2 separate regions of the Mus musculus genome follow, and region 2 is linked to region 1. The links are chromatin contacts, called in public Hi-C maps. All regions are on one chromosome and are shown on one strand. The core of a region is the stretch at or near the end of the contact, and the rest is flanking DNA. Distances in the headings are between cores, read along the strand shown. Region 1 overlaps Gm27162 (predicted gene 27162). Region 2 has its middle 64 kb from the start of Gm27166.

What was found. Hi-C and Micro-C count contacts between places; a contact is called where the count stands out from the background.
Region 2: a contact with region 1 is called in a Hi-C map of CD8 T cells, with 2.5 times the contacts expected there. The contact joins two enhancer-like sites. A contact is called at or near these places in 1 of 484 Hi-C or Micro-C datasets (CD8 T cells) and 1 of 9 other capture datasets (embryonic stem cells).

The regions. Positions count from the first base shown.
Region 1 is chr9:32,898,847-32,904,806 of GRCm38.p6, reverse strand. It overlaps Gm27162 (predicted gene 27162), which reads left to right. Exons shown (of 4, transcript NR_131058.1): 4 at 1-738. Among named protein-coding and RNA genes, the nearest start is that of Gm27162, 27 kb to the left of the region's middle. Within about 2 kb of position 3,301, at least 53 of the 459 cell types and tissues checked have an H3K27ac peak or open chromatin away from gene starts, as enhancers often do. A contact at or near this core is called in CD8 T cells, where this site is marked.
Region 2 is chr9:33,093,146-33,098,459 of GRCm38.p6, reverse strand. No RefSeq gene overlaps it. Among named protein-coding and RNA genes, the nearest start is that of Gm27166, 64 kb to the right of the region's middle. Within about 2 kb of position 2,614, at least 5 of the 459 cell types and tissues checked have an H3K27ac peak or open chromatin away from gene starts, as enhancers often do. A contact at or near this core is called in CD8 T cells, where this site is marked.

The DNA.
Region 1 (5,960 bases), core at 2,052-4,551:
TCTCTTGCTCTTGTTCATCAAACTTTCTAATACAGCCCAGACCTACCTGCCAAGGAATGGTACTTCCTGCAGCGGTCTGAGCTCTCCTGCATCAATTAACAAGCAAGAAAATCTTCCACAGACATGCACATAGGCAATCAGATGGAGACAATTCTTCAACTGGGATTTCCTCTTCCATAATGTGGCAGGTTGATAAGCAAAATTAGTCCTTTCTCTCTATTTACTAAGGGTACCCAAGCTACTATAATTTCTGTTGCTATCCTACTTTTCAGAGAGTTCTTCCATTGCATTTTACGTGTATGATTATTTGCATATATGTATTTATGTGCACCATGTGGTTGCTTGGGACTTACGGAGGTCTGAAGAAGGCATCAGATCTTTGGGAACTAGAATTGCATCTGATTGTAAACCACTGTATGGGTGTTGGGAACTGAACCTTGGTCCCCTGTAAGAGCAGCAAGTGTTCTTACCACTTAACACATTCCCCCAGTTAAGATAACATTTGTATTTTAAACCCTCAATATATGTGACCTTGGTTCCTAAGTTACTTCCAAATATCTCCCCATGTTTCCTAGCCATTGTTTGCATGTCTAAAGAGAAGTGTATCAATCTTGCACAAATCCCTTTAAGTTTCCAGAAATAGTCAACATATCCTTGATTGGTATGCCTGTGTCTGTCAGCCTTTTAGGATTAAGTCTTTTGTCTCTGCTTCCAGGATATCCTTAATAAATATTTACTACATGAATGAGTATTGAATAGGACTTTTGGATTGTAAGCAAACACAACTATTTACTTTCACAACTTTCTTTTCAGTTAAGATGTAGTTTTGGATTACACTGAAGGAACCCTCTTGAAGAAAATATGGGAACACAAACAATTCAGTGCAGGGCCATTTAACTTGGACACAACTGCTGTATTCGGTCACAGTGACAACTGAGCTTGAAAGCAGAGCCTTGCACAGATCTCAGGTTCAGTTCCCGATTTCTCAACTAGTTTTGTGACTGTGACTCTTGGGAAACTTGCTTCACATTCTGTGTCTCAGGTTACTAAGTAATAAAATCCAAACAATAAAAGCATTGAAGTCATGAGTTCAATGCAAGGATTAAAAGATTTAGCACATAGAAAACACTGCTAATGATATATGACGTATGAGAGGGAATCAAGAGAGTCAATGAACATTTCTTAACCAATCCTAGGTGCACAACGTCCAACAATGTTGCCTTTTTGAAGTGAAATTGTTTATCCTTTAATCAAATAGGTGTCTACCTGCAAAATTTTTAGTATCGACAATATGACAATGTCGACCATTTAAGCCTCTAGGTCTTCAAATGAATTTTTCAATTCCACTATCCAATACCATGAAGGAGCTTGCCATACACTCTCTTCTTTTCCCTTCAGTAGTTTTTCAGAAGCCAAGAGATAATAGATAGGTAATAGAAAATAGAGTTATATAGATAGATACATTGATGGATAGGTTGTAAATACGTAGATAAATAGATCAATAGATAGATGTACATAAAATTATACGGTAGCTGGGAGATCCCCATGCCTTCATGTTATCATGCTTCAAACTGTTGAATATTGTTTTATTCAGCTCCATGAGCTTTAAAAAGACCTGCAAGACATAACTGTACCCCATATCTTCCTCTCTGAGTTATTTGAAGACTCTTACATCTTCATTCTGTCTGAGGGGATAATGGAGGGATCTAAATTTGAAATTTCAACTTCATACTTACCAATGATTTTAATGATTAAATTGGTTATTAAATACAGATTCTTTTAAAATTCTAGAAAAAGAAAAAAGTTTTCTCCTATTAGGATTTTAAGAATTCTATCAAGAAAAACTATCTTTGCCGAATGAGTGAAAAATTCTAGTCTTTTACATTGTTTTTAATCTTTTAAATTTACATGTATATTTACAGTTGAGAAGATATTCTATATCCAATTTTATGTTTCAAATTTTCCATATTTTCAAATAGTCACTGATCAAAATGATACTATATATATGTGTGTGTGTGTGTATATATATACATGTGTGTGTGTGTGTGTGTGTGTGTGTGTGTGTGTGTGTATAATTTGTAATGAAATACTTTAAAACAATATGTGGTATATGGTACATGTAACATCCTATTGATAGTACACAATATGTATTCACATATAGCCTATGCCTTTGTGATTACAGTGGTGGTGTATGCCTGTAATCCCAGCACTTGGGAGGCAGAGGCAAGTGGATTTCTGAGTTCGAAGCCAGCCTTGTCTACAGAGTGAGTTCCAGAACAGCCAGGGCTATACATAGAAACCCTGTCTCGAAAAACCAAAAATAAATAAATAAATAAGTAAATAAATAAATAAATAAATATCTGGAAGGATTAAACATAGTATTTGATTTCAGTACAATCACATATGCTCCAGGGACAAATGTAACATATGCTTGCTTCTTTAACACAGCTAGCATGTCAAGATAAAATATGAATATCTAATATTCCACAGACATGGGCTGCCTGGGCAACGATGGAAAGGAAGAAGGGTCTTATGTGGAATCTCATTGTTCCTAGAAGCTTAGCATTCCATAGGTATCCGAGTACTGAGTGGAAACTGAGCCTAAAAGATTGAGGTAGTCAATTCATAGGAAGAATAGCACAGGCCACTAAGTAAATACTGTAGGTTCTTTAGAAAACTTTACAAGTATCCACTTGCTCACCTGCTTAACCAACATGGAATTTCATTCTGGAGAAGCAGCCAAGCATCCCACCTTGATTTGTTGCCTCTTCTGTACTCTGAGTCTCAGCTTACTTACAACAGTACATTTATGACTTAATAAAGTAGCTCCCTGTTCATCTACATCCATTCACTAGAGAGATCCAGAGAGATGACACCAAAGCTGAGCACCGGACCCTTAGCCTGATTCCTGCAGATCCTCCGTCTTGCTTTCATTGGGGTTCCAAGGTAAACACAGACAAAGAATATGGTCCAATAGCCCATTGCCCCATGGCACAGAATAGCACCCTCTGAACACTGGACTAGCTTCCGGTAAGTCAGTAACAGAGAGACCTTTGACACGTAGAAGCTAGGGAGAGGTTCTTGAAGGAACAATGGCCCATACAGTAAACTATTTACACATCCCACTGCCTTCTGTTGTGGCTACTGAGTCACCTGGCAACTTGTATTGTTTTATTTGCAACCCCCAGACCTCCTTCAGCAAACCCCACAACTCCTTGCTCAGCTCTTGTCACTGATAGAATCATCCAGGTCCTCTCTGCCCCCCACGCCCACTGCCTGCCTTCATCATTTCCCCTATTGTTTGCCGGGCTGGCCCTGACCTCTGTATTTATAAAGGCCACTTCCTGCTGCATCATTGTGTGCTCTGTAGCTGTCAGCTCCCCACATTTCCTGACAATGGGGTGTAGGGGGGGTTAACAACTCCAATCCAGCTCCCGACTTCCTCCATGTCCTGTTTACGGCACTCTGCAAGCATCTCTCCAGCCCCTCCTCAAGCTGAATCCATCAGCTCTGATTTACTCCAGCAAGTGCTTCAGTGAGAGCCAGCATGGCCTAGTCTGAAGGTTTGTCTACATTCAAACATCCCCGAGAACAAAGGGCTTCCATGTGATCAGCAGCAAAGGATGCATGAGAGCCTGGATTGACTGTGGATTCTACGTTAAAGGCAAAGGTACTGGCTTTGAGAGTCAGACGGCATCCTTTCCTTGGTTCTCATTATGTAGAAAACTTGATAATTGCAATTTCCACCTCAACCCCTAGATTTCCAGAGTTTAGTAGCTGGAGGTGTGTAATGCGAGAACAACCATAAATAAGATAAAAGCCTACCCTAATGGGCAAATATCTAGGAAGGCAAACATAGCCTTCACAGAAGCATAGCATTTGTGTCTACTAAGATGTCTTTCCTTTCCATCTCTGACTTTGCTCTCCATAAAAGATCACCTTCTGTAGGAGCACATTACCTCAGATCTCACACATTGGTGAATGGAGAGAAGAGTAGCTTTGTGCATCTGCCTCCGTCATCTCTCACTACTTTCAAACTTAACTTCACAAACACCCCTTGCACATCCACCCCCGAGATGATAAAGTGATGGAGGAATTTGCTTACAGTGTGATTCTGCTGCGGAGCCCTGTTTCTGACAGTGCTGGAGTTTTTAGGCTTATCATTTCTTACTCCTTCAGTTACCAAGGTTTTGTATTCTCTCAGTCAGTACATTAATTTGTTTTATTTCCTCATCTACTTTCACTCATCATTCATTTTCCTAGGAACATGCTGGAATACAACTATCAAAAGCATATACCCAATTTGGAAAGAAGGGTGTATCGTTAAGTCCTCAAGACTCACATCTGGTATGGAATCTTTCAAGGTTCCTGTCTACCTGGATATGGTCCCTGTGAAGTCAGGTTCTAGCCCAGGGGCACTGTCTGTGGGGCACAGTTATCTCACTACAGAACTCTGTCTGCTCTGCATTGTTTATTATTGCAGCCAGTGCTCTGTTCTGAATGAAGAACAAAAGCAAAAGACAGAAGCTGCTAGAGTCACCAGCACATCAGTCAACACTGCCCTCATGCCTTAATTTTGCTTTGGCAAACCCATACTTTTCCCCAGCATCTGGATATCAATGGCCAGGCACCTCATTTTTTAAGAGCACCTGGCCCCTCTCTCTGACTCTGTCCTTGGACTCAAAGGCTTAGTACACTATGTGTTTGGCCTGAGTTGCGTGTTCCTCCCAGTGTCATAGTCTCCACCCTTGCCCTCTCACCCAGCAAGCGTCCTGTTTCATTCTGCTGCTTCTCCAGACTGTAGAGTTCCCAGCAGATGATGGGCCAGACTCGGGACCAGTGACAGGGTGAGTAATGCACAGGGCAGCCAGTAGGTCAAAGGGCAGTGTTCCTAGGATTGCATCTCTTTAGATGAGGAGGCCCAGTAACTGTGATCACCCTGTGGAATTAGTAATCAGAGCTGATGGGCAAGATAAAGCACATTAGCAAAACGTGCCCTCTTTGATTTTATGCAGGGGCAAAAGCTTGCCCAGGGGACCTAAATTCTCTATCTTTAGACTGCCCCTGCTAAACAATCAACCTTATCAGCACCGAAGTCATCGTATAACTCTAGAAGGTACCTAAGGGGGACCAAAGAAAGCTTTCCTTTTATGAATGAGGAAACAGACTGACACATATTCCATTATCTACCACCAGGACTGGCACGTAAATGCCTTTGCATTGTAATGCTAATAGAAATATAATTGAAATAATGAAAAATCTCGGAGAGTGTGTGCTAAGAAGTGAGCAGATATAATAGACAGAGGTAATAACCTGCCAAAGGGGCAGAAAGAAGAGGAGGGTCTTTCATGTCCATAAGGTCGTATGATATGCAACACACATGAAGCAGAAGGTGAGCTTATGATTTTGGATAAAATCTAGATCATAGTGGGCTGGAGAGCTACATTACAGAGCAAAGCCCTCACCCCATCATACAGGATCTGTTAAAGAACCCGATGAAGACACTAATGAGGTGATACAGTAAAGAAGTACTCTGGATCTTGGTGAGAAGAGAATTGGAGGGAGATGCAGATGGCATGGAAGTATGGAGCCTACTGGATTGATGCTTCCATCACTGTGTATCCAATGGGTACCAGAAACTGAATCTGTTACCATACACAGTATACACCAGCATTTACAACTGTGAGTACTACTAATGAGTAGCTGCTAGTCTCGGCCACTCTTCCATTCTGCAGCCACAGCGCTGCCACAGGTGCCAGCAATTAAATGGGTGTTATTCCTGCAAAGGAAGACTGATGCATCAGACAATTTCAAGGACTGATAAATACTACATGACTATTTCCCTACATTGATTTCCCAGGATTCCATGGAAAGTAAAGGAATGACCCAAGGCTTGATTTCAGAACTACATCCTCAGCGTGGTACAGTCTACATGCACTTTAAGGTAGAACTGAGCCTGG
Region 2 (5,314 bases), core at 1,365-3,864, 190 kb before region 1:
TGTCACATCTGTTTATATAGCACTCACATCACATTAGTTCTTTTAAATAATCTATAGAAGCTGTATAGTATACATGAGTCTAGTAAATGATATATTTTTTTCTATAATTGACTTTATCATTCTTCGATTTGTATTTATGTTGGGATCCTGGAATGAACTCCACTGATGCTCAGACAACTGTATTTCTCTTGTGTCCCTGATTTATCATATCACATATCGTTAGAATACATTTATCCATATTTTTTACTCCGAAGACAGTATAACAGGGGTAAATCTCTACCACATGGATTTTACTATGACAACTGTGTAACAAGGGTAAATATATAACCCATAATTAAAAAAATAATTATCTTCCTTCAAGAGTAAATACCCAAGCCTAGGAAGTGCAAACATATGAGATCAATTTACAGTGATCTTTGATCACACATCCTGTGCATCGCCAAGTTCAGCCAGCTAGCTCGACTTAAGTTTGTACCACATCCAACCTCCAGGTTCTGTCTGGTGCATTCATCCTGTGCCCAGGTCCAGCTTGGCCTAGCCTAGGACACATATCTGTGCACCCATCCAACCTAGTAACTGTAGCTTTCACTCCTCATCAAAGATGCTTCTGTTTGCAGCACAGGATCATTATTACAGCAAGGCACAACTAGTCAAAACACAGAGAACAAGGAATGGTGTGTGCCCAATACCAACTGATACATTTACAACACAACCCCTACACCTGAGGTTAAGCAAACATCACAAAAGACCGGGTGGAAAGATTGTAAAAACCAGAAACATGGATGCAGATAGTATGTCTTCTCTATATGACAGGAAAGCTTCACCCACAAAATTTCAACATTGTGATTGCCTAAAGTTGACCAACACAGGGACAACAATAGGTGGCATGCCTATGTGGGTGAGGGAAGTCTCACAAGGTCCCACTCCTAGATGAAGATCCACAGGCAATGACTGCTAAAGAGAGAAAGAATCAGTCTTCCCTGGATTGAAGCCCATAGTTGCTTATCTAATACCAAGTGGTTAGCCCTAAAAACATATATCATATATCGTATGTCGTATATCATATATCCTATATATGTCATATGTCCTATATCTCTCTATCTCTATCTCTATCTCTATATCTATATGATAGCATTACACTAAATGGTATCAATGGCTTATGTGTGTACACATGTTCTACTGAAATATATGTATATGAATATGTTTAAAGAAAATAAAAAGAAGCCATAATTTTTAGATTGAGCACAGTAGGGTAGAGTTGTGCACACATTGAGGGCAGGGTATTAAACACAATGCTCATATGAAATTCTTTATAAACAGTAGGTTAATTAAAGACATTATCTTCCTTCAAACACAAAACAAAACAAGGAGGGACAGACACTGTCCAAAACTACCTGGGAATCAGTGTAAGAGCCAAGCTTGAGGCTTTCATCATGGAAGTCAGACCGATGTCTTTTTATTCCTTAGCATCAGTGAATCACAGTGCTGCCGAGGTAGACTATAGATACTAGAGCACCAAGCAGGCCAGCAGCCTGCCATGCCACACCACATGCCTAGGTTTCTCAGCCTCTTTCCTTATGCAAACTGAAGAATGGTTTAGAGCTCACATCATACAACTAAAAAATGAATGAGAGGTCCAGTGTTTCAAATGTCAGTAGGGGAGGGTGCTCTCATGAGCAACTGAGCCTAGTGTTTAGAGGGGCTATGAAGCAATGAGATACCTGACCAAAGGAGGAATCAAAGCATACAACAAAACATCTAGAAATGATGGGTTGAGACTTCTTGGCTATCTCCCAACTTCGAAATGAGTTGGAGATGTTTACCTCAACGATGCAAACAGATAGTGAATAAAACATGTCTGGAATTTTGTGTTCAGAAAATGTGACAAGCTTGAATCTGATGACTTTGAGACTCATCTGAAATATGGGTTTCAGCTCAACTGCAAAGCTTTTAAGGAATCCACGATATTGCTGCTATGCACTGCAGCTTGCCCTGTGTGTGTGTAGGGGGGAGCATTGAAAAGAAACTGTGAGATAGAAGACGTGAAGAGAAGAGGAGAGGAGGGGAGGGGAGGGGAGGGGAGGAGAGGAGAGGAGAGGAGAGGAGAGGAGAGGAGAGGAGAGGAGAGGAGAGGAGAGGAGGAGAAGTGAGACAAAGAAGTAGCAACCATATTCTGGATAAGCAGATCTCTAAAGTGAGCATTCTCCCCAGCAGCCTCAATGAACTGAGAATTTGACATTTATTTTTGAGCCAAAAAGAATGATTTTAAAATTGTTCTTCAGGTGCTTGTGTAAATGCACTCATATTTACAGACTGTGGTGTGATTACATAACCAAAATACCATGATACTACTTAACTTCTGGATGGGAGATAAAGACATTATTTTAATCTTGTCTTTGTGTTAAATTGAGTGCTCAATGTTAATTCTTCTTACCTCAGGAAAAGCCTTATTTCATATACTGAAGGAGAGATAACCGTTTGATTTTGTTTTCATGGAAAATTACTTTACTTCTCATATGTGTGAGAAATATTTGTGATTACACAGAACCCTGATCTGCTGGAATTGCACTTGCTAGTTAGAGAAAGTCCGGCAGGTGTCGCTGTAACACTGCTCAAATTTAATATAGTTCCCTCACAGGCAGGATGGTCAAGTACAAGGCTTTTGGTTGTGAGCTCTTCACTAGCAAAGATCTTTACCTCAATTAGAGTTCATGACAGCCTCAAGAAAAGCTAGTCTGTCTGTTAGGACCCTAATTCAAATCTGAATGTTTGGAGATCACCAGAGAAATATATAATCAGAGTACAAGTTAGCACATCCATGGGAAAAGCAACTTGGCAATAGCTTCCTAGCCATAGGTTTAAACTGTTACATGCAACTGTATAAAGTACACTCTGCCCATCCACTGTTTCAATACTCTGGGGCACAAAGTGCATTCAACCCAAGGGGTTTGCCATTGACTCGCTTTTCAAAACTGGAAGAAATTAAAGGTGCACAATACAATAATTCAAAACTCCTTATAGACAAGCACTATGGTTTCTTTCTTTCTTTCTTTCTTTCTTTCTTTCTTTCTTTCTTTCTTTTTTTATACTGTTGGCAAATATGCTCACAATCTTTCAGAATCAAAATGAGTAAAAGTTTTTTTTTAATTAGGTATTTTTCTCGTTTACATTTTCAATGCTATCCCAAAGGTCCCCCATACCCACCCCCCCAACCCCCTACCCACCCACTCCCCCTTTTTGGCCCTGGCGTTCCCCTGTACTGGGGCATATAAAGTTTGCAAGTCCAATGGGCCTCTCTTTGCAGTGATGGCCGACTAGGCCATCTTTTGATACATATGCAGCTAAAGACAAAAGCTTCCGGGTACTGGTTAGTTCATATTGTTGTTCCACCTATAGGGTTGCAGTTCCCTTTAGCTCCTTGGGTAATTTCTCTAGCTCCTCCATTGGGGGCCGTGTGACCCATCCAATAGCTGATTGTGATCATCCACTTCTGTGTTTGCTAGGCCCCAGCATAGTCTCACAAGAGACAGCTATATCTGGGTCGTTTCAGCAAAATCTTGCTAGTGTATGCAATGGTGTCAGCATTTGGAAGCTGATTATGGGATGGATCCCTGCATATGGCAATCACTAGATGGTCCATCCTTTCGTCACAGCTCCAAATTTTGTCTCTGTAACTCCTTCCATGGGTGTTTTGTTCCCATTTCTAAGAAAGGGTAAAGTGTCCACACTTTGGTCTTCGTTCTTCTTGAATTTCATGCGTTTGGCAAGTTGTATCTTATATCTTGGGTATCCTAAGTTTCTGGGCTAATATCCACTTATCAGTGAGTACATATTGTGCGAGTTCCTTTGTGATTGGGTTACTTCACTCAGGATGATACCCTCCAGGTCCATCCATTTGCCTAGGAATTTCATAAATTCATTTGGGGGGGGGCAAACCACATGACCTGAATGACAATGCTGGATAAAGCATTGTGCTATAAAACTTACTTTAATTAATAGTAATGTTGTTGCCATTAAGAGTGGCTTCTGCGTTGAGATCATCTCAGCAGATCAAGCAATAAAGTGAGTGATCTCATACTGCTTGCCCTCGATGCTGGCTCTGCTCATTCTGTGTAAATATTATCCGCTTCTTCATGGTCATGTCAACATGTAAAAGTCCCTAAGCCTTTTGATTTTCTTGTCAGTCTTGACCAAATTCCTCCTGGTTAGAGACTGAAGGATTTTCATTTCTTTCACCAAAGCATTTGCCATGTTTGGAACCTTGTAATTATTCCAAACATGTTTGAGGAGCAAATGTTACACAAAGCACTGTGCCAATTCTTCAAAATAAGAGTCTACTTATATATTTGTTTCAAGGAGTCATCATAGGGGAGAAGAGGGCAATATTCGGCCACTTTAGGGGAATTTAGCATAAAAATAATATTTATTGTAAAGGACATGAAACATATTTAATAGGAACAGAATATATTCAAGATAGGTGATGTACTATATAAAAGATTGTGCTATTGCATAACAGGTGTGACTGTTCATCAAGAATTTTAATTACCAAAATGAGAAACATGGTTTAGAAACAGAAAATTAAGAACCCACATAAGAAGTACATTATAAATAGACTATTAAGCAAGTCTCAGGCCAGCCCAATCTTTGCCGAAAAGAGGAAGGGGTAGAAAAATGGCGGAGAAGGGAATAAAGAAGAATGAAAAGAAGTTTGTCTTTAAGACAGCTAAACACAAGTTCCCAGTTCAGAGCTCCTCTCAAAATGGGCTCGGTAGTCAGGGCTACATTTTCATCATTCCTGTGGATTAGGCCATATGCTTACTTCCTTATGATAAAAAGTGGGTGTGGTTCCTTTGTGTGATTTTGAAGCCAGATGGAATGGCTCTACTGGTAGATACCTGGATTACAGAAAACTTCAAAGCCAAGGACAAGTCCATGACAGAAGGAGCCAATGCCCCTGTCTCTCCATGTGGAGAAAAATACATTTAATATCTGGAAATCTTGCCTGGAGCATATTATAAATAAAACTCAATTCCCTCCTGGATTAAGCAAATGATGGTTTGGTATTTATCTTGTAGAGAAGCTGACATCAGAGCTAACCCAGGCATTAGAAAGCTACCACAAGCATTTTAACTGAAGAAGAAAAAGAAGAAGAAGAAGAAGAAGAAGAAGAAGAAGAAGAAGAAGAAGAAGAAGAAGAAGAAGAAGAAGAAGAAGAAGAAGAAGAAGAAGAAGGAAGAAAGAAGGAAGAAGAAGAAAGACCTGTATCAAATATTTTACACTTGGATACAGGATCCACTGCACTGTGGTAAACTCC